Linked DNA regions of Mus musculus: region 2 is linked to region 1. Evidence: chromatin contacts called from public promoter capture Hi-C data. All regions are on one chromosome and are shown on one strand. Each heading gives the region's core, a stretch centred on a gene start, on an enhancer-like site or on the middle of the called end of the contact. The rest is flanking DNA. Distances are from core to core; before and after follow the strand shown.

Region 1 (4,558 bases), core at 1,544-4,043:
CAAGCCTGGAGGCACAGGTCTGTAATCCCAACTATTCTGAGTTGGAGGATCCACATTCCACACCTGGCCGGACTAGAGAGTGAGCTCATGTATTAAAAACTATTAAACCGCCGGGGCGGTGGTGGTGCAGGCCTTTAATCCTAGCACCAGGGAGCCAGAGGCAGGCGAATCTCTGAGTTTGAGGCCAGCCTGGTCTACAGAGTGAGTTTCAGGACAGCCAGGGCTACACAGAGAAACCCTGTCTCAAAAAAAAAAAAAAAAAAAAAAAAACTATTAAACCAGCGATGGTGGCCCATACCCGGAATCCTAGCTTGTAAAAGGCCGAAGCTGGAGAGTGAAGAGCTCAAGACCCGGTGAGTTCCAGGCCAGCCTGGGCTACATGAGACCCTGACTCAAAGAAATTAGTAAAGACAAAACAGAACATGGAGCTGGAGAGATGGCTCAGTGGTAAGGGCACTAGCTGTCCTTGCAGAGGACCTTCTGGCCTCCTTGGCACCAGGTACATATGTAGGTAAACACTAGTGTGCATAAAACAAAAATCATTTCTTAAAGGGTTGGGAATATAGCTCAGTGGTAGGGTGCTAGCACACACCCTGGGTTCAGCCCCTAGTGCTGAAGTGGGGTGAAAATGTTGCCGATCTGAGCTGCTTCCTAAGCTGCCTGTCACGTATCACCCTTCCCCCAAATACGAATGCCAGGACACCTGTAGAGCCCAAGGTCGGCAAAGTAGGGCCAAAGCCACCCTTGCCAAGGCACTGACCAAAGTCTATATTTGGGTGAGTCTCCCCCACAGCATGGAAAAACATCCACAGACAGGAAAGACAGCTATAGCATCTACGAGTCAGGAGTCCAGCTCAAGGAACTTGGCTCTGTTGCTTTCTAGCACAAGCTTACACTATACACACACACACACACACACACACACACACACACGCACGCGCTGAAAGGTCCTGCAGGGCATGAAGCATGGTGAGGGATACCACCCAGGCGGGGATCCCAGCTGCCAGCAGGCCAGCTCTTCCATCCAGGCGCCTAGCTGCAGTGGGCACCACTGGAGAGCCCTGCAGAGCCATGTCTGTGCACTGGAGTATTTGCACACAGCTTTGCTTAGTGAGGCTTCAAGGCGCCACAGATAAGACTATTTAATAAAGGTGGCGGGAGAATTCACCACTCACTTCCATATGGGAACATTCCACAAACGCCAGTCACTTGGTGCCTCCGCACATCCCAGCACCTCAGTGTTCTCCTCGGAACACCCGTGAAGTGCTGTGCTACTCTACAATCAGAAAACAACCCGACGAATACAGCAGCCAACCCGGGCAATCGGAGCGCTGGACAGATGAGCCCAGCTTGACTAAGGACCTGTGCAAGTCCTCTAGCTGTGATCGCAGGCATGAGCGACGCAGAGGACGCAGCCCAGGCTGCTCACCCACTGCATACCTATCAGCTCTCTTCTTCCCTTCTCATTTCATAGAAGAGGAAACTGAGGTACAGAGACTTTTAGTGATCTCCATAGAGCCCCACAATGAGCCTTAGGACCTCTGCACCCCCAGGCTTTGAATTGTCGGGTCTCTCTGCTTTTTGAACCTTTGCTGAGGCAGTTATATCACGCCACATACTAGGCTAAATGCTGTGCACTGGCATCTCATTTAACTCACAAACACTACTGTGCAGTGCATACCATTACTGACCTCTCCCCCCCCCCCACAGCCACCAGAGGATAAGTTGACCAAGGTGACACAGGGGTGGGTGACAATTTGAACCACAGTAACCGGCTTCCTGAACCGTCGCCACACTTACTCAAGCGAAAGTAAACATGGCAGCCGTAAATATTATTTCTCTACAACTCTTAACAAACTCTAGTTCCATCAAGAACACTGACATTTTCCAGGTGTGGCACACGACCCCAGTACTCAGGAAGCCCAGGCAGAGTTTGAGGCCGGCCTGGTGTACATATCAAGTTCCAGGACAGCCAAGAGACCACAGATAGACCTCAAAAACCAAAACAACACTGACATTACAAGTTCACTTGGATCATAGGCGCCTCACTGCCTGCTGAAGGGCTTGAAATACCAGGTGAGGAGGCCCCCTTTCAGTCTGACCTAAGGCTCAGCTGTGTACTGTGCTGGGAATCCACCCAGTACCTTGACTGTGTCTGGAGAGCACTCAGCGACTTCCCAGCCCCCATCTAGGATCTAAAGATAATCTGTGGTACAGGGAGCAAAAGGACTCATGCTCTATGTAGAACTAAAAGAGGGTACAACCCACCACATCTCTGATGGGCAGCCAGGTTGTGCCTCAAACCCCAACCAAGCGGTGCCCTCCAATGCCAGCAAGCCCTCAGGCCCACTCCCAGACGAAAGCGACTCCCTGGCAATTCAAGATGAATCGAACGTAGGCCACATTATTGATCCTGGGGTCACAGGAACTTCACCTCTGCACTGGGCTCTTAGACTCCTTGCAACTTACTACCCCAAATTCAGAAACGTAGGACACCTCAAATGGCCAAGGTACTAGAAAGGCAGAACTTTGTGCCCACTCTTGAGCACAGGGGCCATTCCTACAGAGAAGTCTTCAACTTTTTGTGTGTGACAGGGTTTCTCTATGTAGCCCTGGCTATCCTAGAACTCACAGAGATCAGGCCGGCCTGTCTCTGCCTCCGAGCACTGGGATTAAAGGTGTGTGTCACCACTGCTCAGCTTCAAGTTTCTAAGGAAAAAAGTCCATGATCACTTTCAGTTTCTAAGGTATCTGGTACTGAGTGTGACCTCTGACCTCAACCGCAGCAGACTTAGCAGTGAAGAGACAACAGTATGCACTGCTGTGACCTGAAGGCACAGTCGCAGACACTCTCCTGCTTCTCCCACACTGGGAAAATAGCTCAGGTCCCGAAAAAACAGTAGGAGAGCAGTAAATAAGTTAGGTGCCCCCACACACACTGATGAGACACAGGGACTTCATAGGGAACCAACCCCTCTAAGGGTCCCCTGGAGCCAAGATGGTGCTAGTGCTTTGTCTGTAAGGCCCTGGAAGTATGACCCAGTGTAGTGTGAACACTTCCCATCACTAAATAACCGCTTCGGATGGGGAGGGGTGTGCTATGGGACAGCAAGGGACGTCAGAGAAACTCTTAACAGGCCTTTGTGTTCTCTGCTAGCAAGAGTTCATCCTGTAGACAGGCTCTGAGGCTTGGAATACTCTGGCACACAGAATGCTGTCTCTCTAAGCCTTGTTTGCCCAGATGGTCCTCACTATTTCTTCTATGACAGTCATTTAGACAGAGCCAGGTTACTGGGAAGATTCCAGTGCGGAGGTGGCCTTTCCTGTGACTTCCTGGTCAACTCGGAGTATTCTCTTCCCATTTCAGAGTGTGACTCAAAGGGCAGGGTAGAGATGACCTCATCCATGAGAAGCATGCCCCTTTCCCATCTTGGTTAAATTCCATTATGCAGCAGAAACACAGGGATTTCACAGTGCGAGGTGTGCACTAGGCTCATCCATACCTATCCCACTGGGATGCACGCTCCATGGGGCAGAGACCACTACCTGCCCTGCTTTGTTAGTGCTCTAGGGTAGAGAGCAGCTATTGACACATGGCTACAGCTAAGGGACTGTCAAACAGAGCCCAGAGTGTCCATGTGTGTTTGTCTTGACTTCTTTCTCTCTCGTTTGTTTTTTTTCAAGACAGGGTTTCTCTGTGTAGCCTTGACTGTCCAGGAACCTGCTCTGTAGACAAGGCTGGCCTCGAACTCAGAGATCCCCCTGCTTCTGTCTCCTGAGTGTTGGTATTAAAGGCGTGAACCACCATGCCTGGCTTGACATTTTCATGCATCTCTAAGACATCTCTGATGTCTTAGAGAAGTAGTTTTCAACCTATGGGTCATGACCTCTCTGGGGCCAAACAATTTTTTTCATAGGGTTGCCTAAGACCATGAGAAGACACAGATATTTACATTACAATTCATAACAGTAGCAAAACTACAGTTATGAAGTAGCAATAAAAATAATTTTATGGTTGGGGGGGATCACCACAATATGAGGGTCACAGCATTAGGAAAGTTGAGAACCACTACTTTAGAGGGTTCTTTTTTGTTAGGTCCAGTGGATTTTTGCTACTTTTCATACCTACGGCTAGAAGAACAATCAAGGAAGCACCTATGCTTGCTATGCTTTGGGAGGGGGCGGGGGGAGAGCACCGTTACCTGAGGATATTTATTTATTTATTATTGTGTGTACGTCATGTAGAGGGCAACTGTGGAGTCAGAGCTCTCCTTCCACCTTTACTGGTTCTGGGGAGCAGACTCAGGTTCTCACACTTGTGTGTAAGAATGTTGCTAAGACTGTTGCTGCCTAGCTGAGCCATCTTTTGCAGGTATCACTCGGGTTTTGAATTTCAGTTACAAAGTAACCAGCAAAGTGTCTCGCTACACAATTCAGCAGTACAAGGAGCATCAAAGACCTATACATTGTTTCCAAGCCAGGTCGGCTGGGCACACACCGTCTACGCCCGCACTCTGGAGCAAGGATGCAGAGGAGAGTCACCTTTAGCCTGGGAATT
Region 2 (4,655 bases), core at 1,170-3,669, 780 kb before region 1:
GTTCCCTAACCCTAACCCCTGCAAGCCTTTCCCATGACTTTCCCTGCCTCCCCAGAGTGGTCAATGTGACACCGGTGCCTGGGGACCTGCTTCGTGAGAACACTGAGGACGTACTGCAGGGAGAGCACCTGAGTGACCAGGAGAACGCACCCCCAATCCTGCCCGGGAGGCCTCCAGAGGGCTTGGGCCCTGGTCCCCATCTTGTTCCCCACCCTGGGGGTCCTGAGGCTGAAGTGTGGGAGGAGACAGATGTCAACCGCAACAAACTGCGCATCAACATTGGCAAAGTAAGTGCATCTAGGCAGAAGGGTATGGGCAGCCTTCCCCACCTGGGTTCCCAGCCCTGGGCCCTACCCACCCCCAACCCCCACCCCATGCCTCTCACCCACAGCCAACCTGTCCACCCTAACTCACAGCACCCACAGCTAGCCTGTCCACCCTAACTCACAGCACCCCCTCTTCTGCAGACCCCCTGTGTGGAGGAAGAGCAGAGTCGAGGAGTAGGGGTCCCCAGTTCCCCAGTGCGTGCCCCCCCAGACTCCCCAACAACCCCAGTGCGGTCTCTATGCTACCGGAGGGTCAACAGCCCAGAGTCGGAGAGGCTGTCTACAGCTGCTGATGGTCGGGTAGAGCTGCAGGAGAGGAGGTGAGTTTGTGTACAGGGGTTCAGGGTGGCGTGTCAAAAGCCTGGCCCCACCTGCCTTCATCAGCATGGCTGCTCTGCGAAAGGTCAGGTCACCCATGTGGCTTAGAGGGCACCTAAAAAGTGAGGTGAGGGTCAGGCCCACAGATTGGAGTCAGGTGTGGCCTATGGTGGGCTTGCAGAGAGGAAAGAATGGGACAGGTCAGTTTCTGGACCCAGAAGATGGTCCTAGATAACAATTCACAGATGCCTGGAGAGCAACAGAGGTGGGCTTGCTTTGGCCACCCGCAGTCAGAGAGCCTGAGAGAGGGGTTTGAGGAACTGCTGGTGGGCTAAGTTTTGGGGGTTCTAAGGGACATGATATGAATTGAGAGCCAGAGGGACCCAGAAGCAACCTGGCTGGTGAGAGGCAGGCTGAGAGGGAATTAGCCCTTAATTGGTGGGAGGAGGATAAAGTTGGCCAAGGGTTCGGTGGAGCTGGCAGGGGTGGATCAAGTCACACTAGGGTGGGTGGGACACCAGGTAAGGGGTCACCTGGAAGATGAAATGTCCTTGATTTCCCTTAGCCTCTGAAGAACTTTGCTCCACAGTAGACCAGGGCTTTGGTAAACTAGGAAGTAGAGAAGATGCTCTCTCGACCCTGCAGGAAGAGGGCATCCTTTTTGATATCCTCTCAGTGTCTTGCCTAATGACCTACATCAGCCACGGCCCCTCCCCCAGACTCCACCCTAAACTGTCCGGAGTGCCAGATTGAAAACAGTGCCAGTTTGCAGGGGCTGGGGGCTGGGGGCTGTGTGGACAAAACCAAGACAAGTCTGTGTCCCTGAGTGTATGACAGCTTGCACTCACCTGGGCTGTCCTGCCAGGCACAAGGGACCTCATCTTCACCCACGCAGCATGGAGTCCCTCGGTACAAAGGGTTCTGGACATGGAGAAGCAAGGAAGGGATGACTGGAGACCAAAGGGGCAAGTGTTCTGAGCAAGACAGTTTTGAAGAGCTGCCCTCTTAGAAGTAACACTGAACGGGTCAGTTTGGCTCACAGGCAACACCACTTCAGGAATGGCAGAAAGGGGTGGGCTGAAGAGGGTTTCCGCTACAGCAGGCTCAGGATGTCGCAGACAGGGAAAGGGGGTAGGATGGCACGTGGTGGCACATGGAGCACAAAAAGTATGGAGCAGACAAGGCTGGGGTGGCCCAGCTCTCTGTCACCTACACACACAGGGACATGTGTTGGCAGAGTCCACTCCTGCTTTGTTCCCTTCTGTCCTTTATGTCCCTCAGAACAAGGTGTACCCCTGGGAAACGAAACGGGACCAGCCATTTCCAGGGAGTCGCAGGGCGGCCTCTGTCAACGGTGTTTTATTTCAAGCCTCACTAACAAATCGATACAAATGTGGTGTAAAAGGAGAGCTTAGACAGTTGCCATGCAGGCTGGGCAGGGTCTTTTGAGAAAGGCTGACAGGAAGTTCCTCTCTACATATCTCCCCTCTGCAACTGAGTCACTCTCACCGAGCACCAGTCAGCCCCTTGCCTGTAGCCAAATGGGAGATGGGTTACAGGTCGCAGATGAGTTAGGCCTGCTGGTTTTCCTGGTATTCTGGGGTTCAGGAGCCAATGCTGTCCCCATATGTAGCATCTTCCTTTACACACACGCACACACACACACACACCAGCTACATTGTGCAAGAAGCACGCTCACCTTGGAAGCAGAGATTTGGGTGTCATGTGAAAGTCACAGGCATAGTTCAAGGTAGTAACAGATGTCCCCTGCAGGATCTGTGCCCTGAGGTTAAAGGTTAGAGGAAGCCAGGCCCTGCCTGGAAGAGGAGATCACAGTCTATAGGAATGCAAGACAGATCTGAGGTCCATGGTCTGGTGGGGGCTCAGGGTGCCTCGTGGGGACGAGTAACTGTCCATGCAGGAAGGGGAGGGCTCGCTCCAGGAAGTATGTCAGGGCAAAGTTCAGGGAGCAAAAGGTGAAGGTGCAGGCTGTGGGGTGGACAGTTGATGAAAACGTCCTGAAAGAGACCTGTGTAGGGAAAAGGGAAAACATCAGGTTGAGAGGCCCTGGGTGCAAGCTAAGGAGAGCAGACTTTGGCTTCCACCTAGGGACTGACAAAGCCTTGCCTGCCCGGGGTTATGGAGCGCCAGCTGGGCAGGACTGGAGGTGTCAGTGGTGGAGCTGGAAGCCATCTGTACACTCAAGAACCAGCTGGTGTCTTTGCCCCGGATGCAGCAGGAGGGAGCTGCAGATGGAGTGAGTACCCGACGGGTGTTAGAAAGACTAGATTCCCTGGGATAGCCCAGAGGCTCCGAGAGGGACAAGCTCATTTTCTGCACGCTCTTGTTCCTGGACTACGGTAAGTGTTAAGGAACATTGGTTGAAGAAATCCATGGTAAGGGGAGATATAAAGGGAAGTGTTTCTAGTAGGTGATGTTGAAGGAGTCACACACTACCCTGCCGCTGCTGGCCTGATGTCCCTGGGGCTTCAGAGGCCCCCCACACTGAACTCCATGTGGGTGGCTCTTGCAGGTCACGGATGGATCTGCCTGGCTCCCCCTCCCGCCAGGCCTGCTCCTCACAACCAGCTCAGATGCTGTCAGTGGACACGGGCCATGCTGACAGGCAGGCCAGTGGCCGCATGGACGTCTCTGCCTCTGTGGAGCAGGAGGCCCTGAGCAACGCCTTCCGCTCAGTGCCACTGGCTGAGGAGGAAGACTTTGACAGCAAGGAGTGGGTCATTATTGACAAGGAGACGGAGCTCAAGGACTTCCCTCCCGGGGCTGAGCCTAGCACATCAGGCACCACTGATGAAGAGCCCGAGGAGCTGCGGCCCCTGCCCGAGGAGGGCGAGGAAAGGAGGCGACTGGGGACAGAGCCCACTGTCAGGCCGCGTGGACGTGGTATGCACACGCTGACAGAGGAGGACCCACGGCAGATGCTGCCCCAGCCTGCACCACCTCAGTTGAGCCAGGCTGATGGCCGGTCAGAGACATCACAGCCACCCACGCCTGGCAGCCCTTCCCACTCTCCCTTGCACTCGGGACCCCGACCTCGACGGAGAGAGTCAGATCCCACGGGCCCTCAGAGACAGGTAAGACTGGACTTGTACATTACCTCCCTACCCAGAGATCCCTAGAGTTCTGCCAGCAGGCCTGCTGTGTTCTACGTTGAGGTGGGCCCTTCTGGCCTAGGAACCCAGCAGTGACAGGCCATGTTGGAGACAGACAGGTGTAAAGGCCCCACAGAATATGTGGGGATAGATGAGACCTAAGCTGTGGGTAAGGTCTTGTGAGTAACTCAGCTAGGTGACAAGGCGGAAGAAAGGCATTTTGTGCCCTGGGGATAGTGTGTTCAGAGCCCAGTGGTGATACTTTAGCACAGTATTGATTTAAGAAGATAAGGCTGTGAAGCGGGTCCTGGGGCTGTCGCAGAAGCCTGGACTCCACACTGAAGGGTTGGGACTTGATTCTGATGGCTTGGTAACCCACTGATGGCTTTTAAGTAGGAGTGTGTCACTGTGGTGGCTTTGAGACCTTTGGGCGATCCCTTGGGCTGCTTGGTAGAAAATGTATTAAAAGGGTAAAAGGTGAGAAGCATGGAGGTCTCCTATGAGGCATCAGCAGGAGCTCCCTGGTGGCCGGGGCCAGGAAGCAGACTGTGACCTGAGTTGAGGTAGCCGGAGGACAGAAGGGCTGAAACAGAGGGTGGGCCGGGGTGGCCAGCATCTTATGCCTGGGGCTCTAGATGGCAGCGATACCATAGCTGAGTGGCTTTGGAGCCTTGCACATGGATGCAGATTGGACATAATGACCTCTTGATATGTGAGGGTGACTACGTTGTATGTATCCACTGCTCTGAAGAGAGATCTCACCTGACCTGTAGGGAATGTGAGAGTAAGTGATGTCACTTCAGAGACCCCTGCAGGGTGGGAAGACTCACGAGTTGGGGTAGAAGCTAGGAAATGCTCACACATAGAGGCTGAGAGAAAAGCGGGGTGGTGGGGGGGA

Evidence for each region. Capture Hi-C pulls out chosen DNA fragments and counts their contacts.
Region 2: a promoter capture Hi-C map of liver shows a contact between it and region 1, with 4 times the contacts expected there. The contact joins two enhancer-like sites. A contact is called at or near these places in 2 of 115 datasets of contacts at active chromatin or transcription factors (T-cell acute lymphoblastic leukemia and large pre-B cells) and 2 of 9 other capture datasets (embryonic stem cells and liver).

Annotation. Positions count from the first base shown.
Region 1 is chr17:45,690,561-45,695,118 of GRCm38.p6, reverse strand. All of the region lies in intron 1 of Mrpl14 (mitochondrial ribosomal protein L14), which reads right to left. Among named protein-coding and RNA genes, the nearest start is that of Mrpl14, 6.5 kb to the right of the region's middle. Within about 2 kb of position 2,793, at least 34 of the 459 cell types and tissues checked have an H3K27ac peak or open chromatin away from gene starts, as enhancers often do. A contact at or near this core is called in liver, where this site is marked.
Region 2 is chr17:46,466,210-46,470,864 of GRCm38.p6, reverse strand. Ttbk1 (tau tubulin kinase 1) reads left to right here. Exons shown (of 15, transcript NM_001162864.1): 11 at 56-287; 12 at 468-646; 13 at 3,178-3,739. Among named protein-coding and RNA genes, the nearest start is that of Ttbk1, 19 kb to the left of the region's middle. Within about 2 kb of position 2,419, at least 8 of the 459 cell types and tissues checked have an H3K27ac peak or open chromatin away from gene starts, as enhancers often do. A contact at or near this core is called in liver, where this site is marked.